Regions from separate parts of the Triticum aestivum genome. Here region 2 is linked to region 1. The links are chromatin contacts, called in public Hi-C maps. All regions are on one chromosome and are shown on one strand. Each heading gives the region's core, a stretch centred on a gene start, on an enhancer-like site or on the middle of the called end of the contact. The rest is flanking DNA. Distances are from core to core; before and after follow the strand shown.

Region 1 (4,520 bases), core at 1,766-4,265:
AGCCTCCGGCTTCTCCGCCGACTACTGGGGCCGGCCGCCTGGTGGGCCCTGCCGCCTGATTGACGGCTGCTTACTGTGGTCGTGCCGTCCATGACGAGGGCTTGGTCATCTTATCGTGGCTACAGTCCCGCCGGCTGACGGGAGGTTCATGTAGCCATGCTTGGTCTCATCAGGTTAATAGCGTGCTTGCCTCGGGACGAGGGACGGCCGCCTGCTGGAGGCCGGCCCCTCCCGCGCCCGACTGGCCGGGCGTACGCCGTCTTCTGGTAGGTTACTGCCCGGTGGGGCCAGCGGCTGGCAAGCCGTACCGACAGGCCGTCATGGGGAACAGAGTTCCTCCTGCTTGGGGTGACGTCAGGGGAGACATGGCACAGTGCCCCGCCGTGTGGAGATCTCCGCCTGTACGGAGCACTGTAGCCATGCCTGTCCCGTGCGTCAGGGCGACGTGCTTCACTGTAGCCATGCTCCCGCTCGTACTCTCGATGGGGGGCTCGGCCGCACCGAAGCCGCGAGGTGGCCACCTGCCCGATGCCGCCCTCTCTAGGGGCCGGCCGGAAGGAGCCGGCCACTCGGAGCGCCGTAGGCTTGGGTTGGCCGCCCTCTGGCAGCCGGCCGTTGAGCCAGCCGGATCCCAGAGGGCGGAGCTTCAGCTTGGGGTCTAGCTAGGCGGAGCTGGCCCAAAGTCTTGATAAATTCAGGGACTCGGATGAGCCTACCCGTGGCCATTACTCCGACAATGAGGTGACATACAACTAAATGAAGAAAAAGGGGATTGAGTGTGAAGCGAGTAAGAAGGAACATAACTACTACCCTGTTCCGGTATATTAGGCCCATTGTATTTTCGGTTAGACTTTGACCGTAGATTTGATTTGAAAAATATAATATATATGTCATAAAACTTATGTTGTTTGATTTGTATTCAAATGAAGTTTTCTTTGATATCGATTTTGTACATATAATTTGTATCCTATTGTGCAAATTCATAGTAAATGTGAGGGGGCTAATAAACCCGAACAAAGGGAGTAACAATATGAGATGATTTGAGACCAAATCAATCAATGGTTGTTATGAAACTTCGTAGATATATCATTACAAAATTCATCATACGTATAGCAATGCACAAGAATGAAATCTTCTAAGATACTAAGCTCTCTAGATCAGGAGCATCATAGTGCATCGGCCGCTATGGGTTGCTATGGGCTCCGCTTGTAAGTGTGTGGGCTACTGATTGAGAGTAAAACACACCTAGTAGTAATGGGCCGACTTGTTTTCTCGATTTTGAGAAGATATTGCCTAGTTTCTTGTGTTATTTATTTTCTATGTTTTTGTACCGATCTCACTAGTTTTATTCTTGTTTCCTTACATGTTTGTTATTTCTTCTTATTTTGTTTTTCATTATTTTCACATTTCAATACATGAATATTTATTAAAATTCATGAACATCTAAAAAAATTGTGGACATTTTTAAAAATCAATGTTTTTTCAAATTCAAGAACCTTTTTAAATTTTATGAATATGAGTTCACCAGAATTTTTAAGTCTGTGTTTTAAAAAAAATAAACCATTTTTTAGATTCACCAACATTGTTTCAAATTCATAGATATTTTTTGAAATTGCGAACATTTTTGTAAAATTCATGCTTTACCCAAGATTTATTTAATCTTGTTAATGAACATTTTCAAATAAAAAACATGATAGCCGGCTTTTTCTGCAGCAGGGCAGCAAGCGTATGAAAAACTAAGCGAGCGCGCAAAGCAGGAGTCAGCCCATGTAAATATTATGGCAGCAATTTTATAATTTAGCGTGAAATAAGAGCCTCTAGGAGGCTCACACAACCACCGTCGGCTCGCACCAAAGCCAAATCGTGTAAAGACACTACAACCACGCACCGAACAACTGGAATCTCCTCTCAAACCAAATACCATCTCCAACAACGGTCCAACGATGTATTAATGAAAATAATAATATCATAAGAACATAATTAAAATCCAAGTCAACATAGATAAAACCAAAACAACAAGGCAGACTACAATAACCTACTATAGAACAAAAGTTAATCCGTGGGTGAAAAACGACACGGCAAAGAGCATGTTAGCCTCGGGATGGAACTGGATCCTTTATTCATATGATTAAGGCTAAAATGACTCAAATTAATTCACAAATTGATGATCTACTGTACATTTATAGTAATTACATATAAATAAATTGATGATGAAATAAAATGAATTTCAAATTATTTACATCTACAGTAAATACTAACAGTAAACAACCTGCTAACTACCTACTAATAGTCTCTAATTTTCATTCTTTATTTTACACTAGGCTAGCACTGTAGTATCATGACTTTTCTTTATTATGTTAGAGGATCCGTTCCGTTAGCCTCCGGTAGAACATGATGCAGCCAGAGGAGGCAATAACGAGGAACGTATTTGCATAAACCATAGTTGCAAAGTGCCTGTTTGGATGTCAGTATGTCATGTGTGCTCGTCCTTTTGCCAGACTAATGGCGCATTAGTTATTGAGTTAAAAAAATTGAGCTGTCAGATTTAATAATAACTGACCAGACGTGTCGATGGCAAAGTTAACCAGTACGTACTACTCGGCCCGTCCTGTATATAACAGTGACGACGCGGAGTAGGAAGGAGTCCGTGGTCCCGTCGACGTCAAGAAGCTTCAGCGCACGGGTCGCGTCGGTCCGATCGATTTCACGCATGTGTCGACCTGCTCCTGGCGGGCTTGGCTTCCCGTTGAAAGTCACAGATTTTCTGCCAGCCACCCAAGCAGACGAGAAGTATATCGAAGAAGGAGACGGACAACAACCGCACCAACCCACTGACCGACTGCATCCTAGTGCCATTTAAGTGCAAATCTAGGCTCTAGCTAATAACCGACCATGTGGCGAGCCTACCCGTGGCTGCCCGAAGATCCGCTCACGACCCACGAGCATTATTGCCGTTGCGAAGTCTGCGCGGTGCCCACGGGCATGTGTACATATGCTGCATTATTGCCGTTGATAGCTAAGTTGCTCCCCTCGTTGAGGTCACGCACCAAACCATCAGGGCCAGCCCTGAGGGGGAGCAGTGGAGGCAGCCGCTCCGGGCCCCCGAGTAGGAAGGGCCCCGATGTCCCTTGCGTGTGTTATGTTTTAGGAAAGAAATGCCATTCTTAGGAAACAAAAAATCCTTTCCGGATCGACTGATTCTCAAAATGGTAAAGTATTCTTTCCCATGATTGATTTTTACGTTGTGATGTTTAGGAAAGAGTATTTTCCCACGTAACAGATTGACTGATTTTTTCTCAAAAAAGGGAAATAATTGTAACAGATCCGTCAATTCTGGCCTTGCGTCACGCGCGTGGTCTTCTTGTCTTTCTACTTCTCCTTCAGACCTGTCAATGAATCAGCTATGCAAATGGCAAGGTCAACTGCTTGTTGCCGTGTCGTCTAATTGTGATTTTCTGCTGCTGGACACGATTGGTGGAGAAAGGTAATACAATTTTTAAGATTCCATCAACCTCTTCTTCAACGCCAATTCCCTTTTATATAATCTTGTCAGATTGTTCGGTTCATGAAGTTATTCCTCGTACATATCTCTTTCTCACAATCCAGTTTCTTGTATTGATAGGGAATAGAAAAAGGGAACTCGGATTTCTGTTTGTGACTCGTAAGCAGCAGCAAAAGCTTCTAATTCCTAGTGTTCTACCCATCCAGGTACCTTGTTCCATGCCTCTTCCTTAGCATTTTTTTCATTAGCAGTTTTCTTAATTTATTGTCATATGTTTGTTTACTAATTAGCAAGAGTGCTATTAATTTAGCAAGATTTTATTCGAAATACAAAGGTGAACATGGGTGCGATCGCACCCACGTGATAGTAAATTCATAAAAAATACTAGAAAAAATTAAAAAATTCTGAAATTTCACGGTATGAACCTTAGTCGATCATTGTACTCACGTGTGAAGTTTCATGATGTATTGACACCCATGGTATTTTTAGTGAAGAAAATACAAATGCGACCATACTATTCATTAAACAGTCTTTTTAATATAGCTTCGATTAGCTTTGATTTTTTCATTTTTTTCCCAGGTTATCACGGATGTGATTTCTTCGTGAAACTTCATATGAGAGTATACCGGTTGACTATGTATATTAAAAAATAAATTCATTTTTTGTTTTTTCTAGCAATTTTCGAATTTACTATCTATAGTGTAGTTACTATTTATTTGCAATTAAAATAGAAAAAACATAAAGTATTTATGTAGTCGTATGGCCCCCTTTTGGTATCTTGCCCCGGGCCCCCAAAATCTCAAATCATCCAACGTTTTTCCTCGGCCTGTTTCTGTTGGTACTAGCATGTAGATGTAGTGGAACCCACAAAGGTATCACCAGGCCGCGAGATCTTGATCTTTGGCACAGCAAGCGATCGAGTTGCAGCAGAGCGGAGGTGGCCGATCGTCGCCATGATAGTTGCAAGAGAAGGAATGTAATGAGCTGGGGCCTTACTCGTCCATTAGTTTCACTAGTC
Region 2 (4,972 bases), core at 2,249-4,748, 37 kb before region 1:
GGTGACCGCCGCCCTCGAGCCCACCGGCCTCAATTTCAAGGAGCCTAGTGCGCCCCCAGAGCAGGAAAGACCAGCAGACCTTGTGACAGAAGTCTCCACCGATGGTTGCTTGGACAACGCCCTGCCGCCTGCAAGCCGGAAGACACCATTCAATGCGGCGACCACTGCCCCAGTCGCCCGCCATGCCGTACCCTCCAGGGCCGCCAAATGGATGAGTATCCGAGTTGGGCACCCCTCCATGGTCCGTGCCGTCGCTTCTTCCCCGGAAGCAGCTTCGAGAGTAGTCATGTCTCCTTGTGAGGTCCTCGTTGCCATCTGGCTCAAAATTGGGCCTTTACTTGAGGTATGGGACAGTGCGGTCCACCACATCCAGCACATGAATGGTGAGGGGTTGGATAAGCGTCGACCTGTCCATCGGTGGTGAGGGATGCTGCGGTGACATCCGGAACTCTTCGTCGAACGAATCCGGCTGGCCAACCGGCTCCAGGACTTCCATGTCATAGATCTTTGGGATGCCCGAGGGGTTCTTCATCCAAGCAGTAACCTCCAGTTGCCAGCGGTCATCCGGCGGCAGGTTCTCCACCAGCTGTTCATTGAGGTTGTTATAAGTTGACCAATGACCCCGCTCTCCCAAGCGTTAGCCGGCATCCCCTCAATCCCGAGCTTGCAGAAGAATTCCAACTTGCTGCTGGTGGCCTGGGCACACCGATGCCACCTCTGAAAAGAGATAGGAGCGCCTGAACATCACAACTTGCCGGAGAAGGAGAAGACGTTGTCACAGTCCGCATTGGAGGCGAAAGTGATGAAGAAGTCAGCCGGGTGGGTGACCTCATCCCTGACATGCCTCCTCTCGACTCCGCAGATCCTGGCGAGGGACTTAACCAAGGCCTCTGGGGAGATCGCGCGCCTCCTGCCCCCCACTGTGGCGAGCAGCGCCCTGTTGCGAAAATCCGCCTCGAGCGCCTCCATGCCCGTCGTACGCGAGATAATGCCGCTGCCCCTTGCTGGCCGCAGATCCGGGTCTCCGTGGGTGAGGAGCTCACTAGGGAAGCGCTGGTGGGCCAGCGGCGGGTAGTGCGCCATGTTGAGTGGCGGCGGTGGGCATTGCTGGGGGCGATGTGCCAGAGCAGAGGGTAATTGATGCCGGGCGGTGTCGCGCGAAGGGTGGCCTTGGCTGGCTCTGGATCTGGGGTGCGGAGGGTGTTGGGATACGACGAGCTTGGGAAAAGAGTGCAGTCACGGGCAAGATGTCTCGAAACCCATCACTTATGACAGCGAATTTCGCCGGAGCATTTCGCTTTCTGGTGCCCCTCGTCCAGGCATTTAAAGCATCTACCCACAAGCCACCCGGGAATCCAAAGCTTGGAGCTAGCATGGTGATGACGGCGGGGGCCGCCTCATAACGGGGCTAGCGACGACGGTTGCGGACCTGGACCCATCCGTCACTGTCCGGCTCCAAATCGACGGAAGTTGGCCGCGAGCGGCTCCGAAGGGGCACATCCGCACACATGCGGAACGAAGTAGCCGAACCGAAACTGTGCCGTCTGAGGGCGTTATCTGGCCAACGGACCTCGGAGCGAAGTACCGGCGGGTCGGGCTGGGGATGGGACTGTCGGCGTGGGATGCGGCGGCCGTGGATTGGCTCATTGGCGGCGGCCGGAGCTTGGGGGCGAGATGACCGTTGGTGGCTCGTGCCACATCAAAAAAATATGTAACGCCGGCAATAGTTTTTTTGCTGGAATATAAACAGTAGTACTTATTGATGACAAATAGCTCAAAGTTATTGAAACTGTGATTCTTAAAAAAAATCATAGTATTGTCCAAATACTAAAAAAACGAACTTGCAAATCGTGTTTATGCGAGTCTATCCTTGCATCGGGATAATGCAGTCTATTTGGGCATCTATGAATTCTCTTGTTTGCCAAACCCACCATCCCGTGTTAGGACCTCATAAAATACTACACCCATGTTTTTTTTGCGGGGCAACTTGGGTTTTGATATACTCATTTTATATGATTTAGCAAAAAAAAAATCTAAGTTTTGATTTTTCTTTTCGAAAAAATCATGCACATAGTTATCAAGTTAAAATTTCTTCATGTATTTTTTTTTTTGAAAAATAACACGATAATTTGCGATCAGTATAAAAATGAGAAAATAAGGAGGAACAGTGATGACACATGATAAACTGCTGACACGAGGGCTAGGGAAGAGCGGCACGGCGGCTGATGCAAGGGCGAGGGCAAGCGGCAGAGGGGCGGTGAGGGCGCATGAGGTGAAGGTGCCATCCCGTCCCTTCAACGGTGGACAACACACCAGATGGAACGGACAAACACGTAAGATCGTTGTTGCAGTGGACATACCAAGTGATGGGAACAATGAACAAAAAAAACAAGTGATGGGTCCACAACGGATAAAAGAGTTAAAAGAGACGGAGACGCGGGCTGACCTGACGACAACTCGCAGAGAAGGCGCGTGCAATCATTAGGGGCGTAAACACAATTTCGTAAAATTTAGTGGCAGTCATCCAATATCAGAACTGGATAGCGGCACATGCCTAATTTTTTCTATCTTTATTTGGATGTTTTAATGAGAATATATTAGAAGATTCCATGGAGACGCGTAATATATTCTACTTGTAATGTGCAGTAATGGAAGAAGCCAAGGTGTCTGCCTCCCTTGCATGCACGCTTGCTAATAGCAAGTGCAGCTTCACATGCCTTTCCTTCGATATGATGGAGTCGGCCAATCACTTTATGGAGCTCAACTAGGTCGCGATCGATCGTTACATGTGCACCAATTGACCATGCATGCATCTTCTGTGAAGCCAGCAGCAAAAACTATTGGCGCTAGCTTTTCGTTTTCCTCAATCACTCCTAATTCGACACGCCTTCAAGTTTGTTCTCACGCCTGATTGTTAGATCTTTCTTCTGGACTCTCGTCTGGAATTGTTCTGGATTATCCAAAGCGATGCTAATTAACTGGTAGAAATTGCTCTAGAAAGGGTATAACTTGTGGATGTCGCAAGCTGACGTACGGCTTTCACTGCCATGCACGCCGGTGCTTCCTTATGCTCGTATAAAGTGTGAACGTGTGGTGCAAATATCAGCATCTGTATTCTATCATCATGATGATGTACTCCTTGTAATTGGACAAGATAAGCGGCAAGGCAGGCACCAGTCATCCTCAGCTCACAGCGAAGAAATGAAGGCTCGAGATCCTTATTCCTGGCATGAAGAAGAAAAAAAGATGCATGGTTACCTCCCAATCATCAAGGAATGGTCCATGGAGATAGAGGTTGGTTTCATCGTGGTCCAAGAGAGACTTGGACTTTCTAAAAGTAGTACAGTTCAAATGACTATTGGTGATTGCAAAGTTTATCATAAGTAGTATCGGTAGGCCACATGCTGATTCGATCTCGCATCGCATGCGCCCATGTGGACCAACTAGATTGAGAAGGCAAAGAAAATTGCAGACATGTCTAGTTGACAAGTGGCGATGTCAATATAACTGCGACGTGTGGAGGGCCATGGCTTTGCCCATTCGACAATGAGGAAGCGGACACATGCAAGAGACATGGGTGGCTGACTAGTGGGCACAACCACGAAAGCAAAAAAAAAAGTGATGACAGGGAGATGGGCACTACAGTGACAAAGCCAGTGCTTGCCTGGCGCCTTTAAGAACCGTTCGATCGAGTTATCCTTCACTCACCTCCTCCATAGCCTCGTAGGTCCATGATCCGTGGGCCGCGGGCACTCTCGGGGCCACCTTTTTGTACTGTTTATTCACTGCTCATGCGTGCACGTTTCCTACGGTTGGTCGCTGTGTGCGTAGCCGCGCCTTACTCGATTGTTGGCCTATGTTGGGTCGGGTTATGCCGGGTACCTCTCGTGCCTTGTTGCTGGGGTGGTGGACGGTCTTAGTTTTTTTATGCATTGTGTCGGCCACTCTCGATGTGTCGTCGGTGGGCAGCGAGGACGGCACTGTGGAGCCTGGTTCTTGGTATGTGCGGGCCGCCGTTGTGGTCAGTGGCGGATCCAGGACCCAGTCCGGGGGGCCCTGGGCCTCGGGCGTGCTGATTACACCCAGTGTTGGCTATACTATCTCAGGCACTATAGCAACACTGTTGATGCACTGTAGCAGGCATGGGCCTGGGCTTGGCCCGATCCCAGCTCCGCCCCTGGTCGTGGTATTCGGTTGGTACGGCATGGTGTTGCTCTGGTGGCATAGTCGTGCCTTACTCGGCTATTAGCCTACGCTAGCTCGAGTATGTTGGGTATCTCTAATGCGTTGTTGATGGCGGGTGGTCGGTCCATACTTTCTGGTTTTAGTGTGCCGGATACTTACTCTAGGTGTGTTGTAAATGGGCGATGAGGATGTTGTGGAGGCTAGTTCTCGGTCCAGGCTACCCAGGCTTTCAAATAGAATAGCAGACTAGTTGCGGATTGGGGTCGAGGTAGTGTGATGCAGGATGCGAATTGTGAGCGATATTTCGGACGCTATGTCCACATAGAAAATTCATCAAGCACTCATACATTTGAGATTATTGTCACTGGCGGAGCATGAAACAAAACCAAGAACAGGCCAAGGGCGGGCCAATAGCTTATTGAGTGGGCCATCTTTTGTTATTGGGTCAAATCCAGATCAAATTCTCAAAGAAAGTCAAGAAAAAAGGATGGGCCATGGCCCTGTTTGGTCCCCAAGAGGATCAGCCCCTGATTATTGTCTATATTTCTAGATCATTGGCAACAAATGTGACATATAATTTGAACAATCATTATTTTTATAAGCATATAGACTATAACTGAAAAATATTCACTCACGGAACCATGCAAGCAAGAGACAGTTATAAAAATAGATTATACAACACAATAATAAGCAAGTATACATCGGATGATGTTGCGGATTGCGGGCGTAACTGCAACCTAACAATCGTTATTGCGCCTGAATCATGCCAAACACACTATTTCTAGCA

Evidence for each region. A called contact is a pair of places that touch in the nucleus more often than the background predicts.
Region 2: a contact with region 1 is called in a Hi-C map of leaf, with 1.7 times the contacts expected there. The contact joins two enhancer-like sites. A contact is called at or near these places in 2 of 5 Hi-C or Micro-C datasets (leaf and root).

The regions. Positions count from the first base shown.
Region 1 is chr3B:435,109,051-435,113,570 of IWGSC CS RefSeq v2.1, reverse strand. No RefSeq gene overlaps it. Among protein-coding and RNA genes, the nearest start is that of LOC123070226, 150 kb to the right of the region's middle. Within about 2 kb of position 3,015, at least 3 of the 8 cell types and tissues checked have an H3K27ac peak or open chromatin away from gene starts, as enhancers often do. A contact at or near this core is called in leaf, where this site is marked.
Region 2 is chr3B:435,145,742-435,150,713 of IWGSC CS RefSeq v2.1, reverse strand. No RefSeq gene overlaps it. Among protein-coding and RNA genes, the nearest start is that of LOC123070226, 180 kb to the right of the region's middle. Within about 2 kb of position 3,498, at least 4 of the 8 cell types and tissues checked have an H3K27ac peak or open chromatin away from gene starts, as enhancers often do. A contact at or near this core is called in leaf, where this site is marked.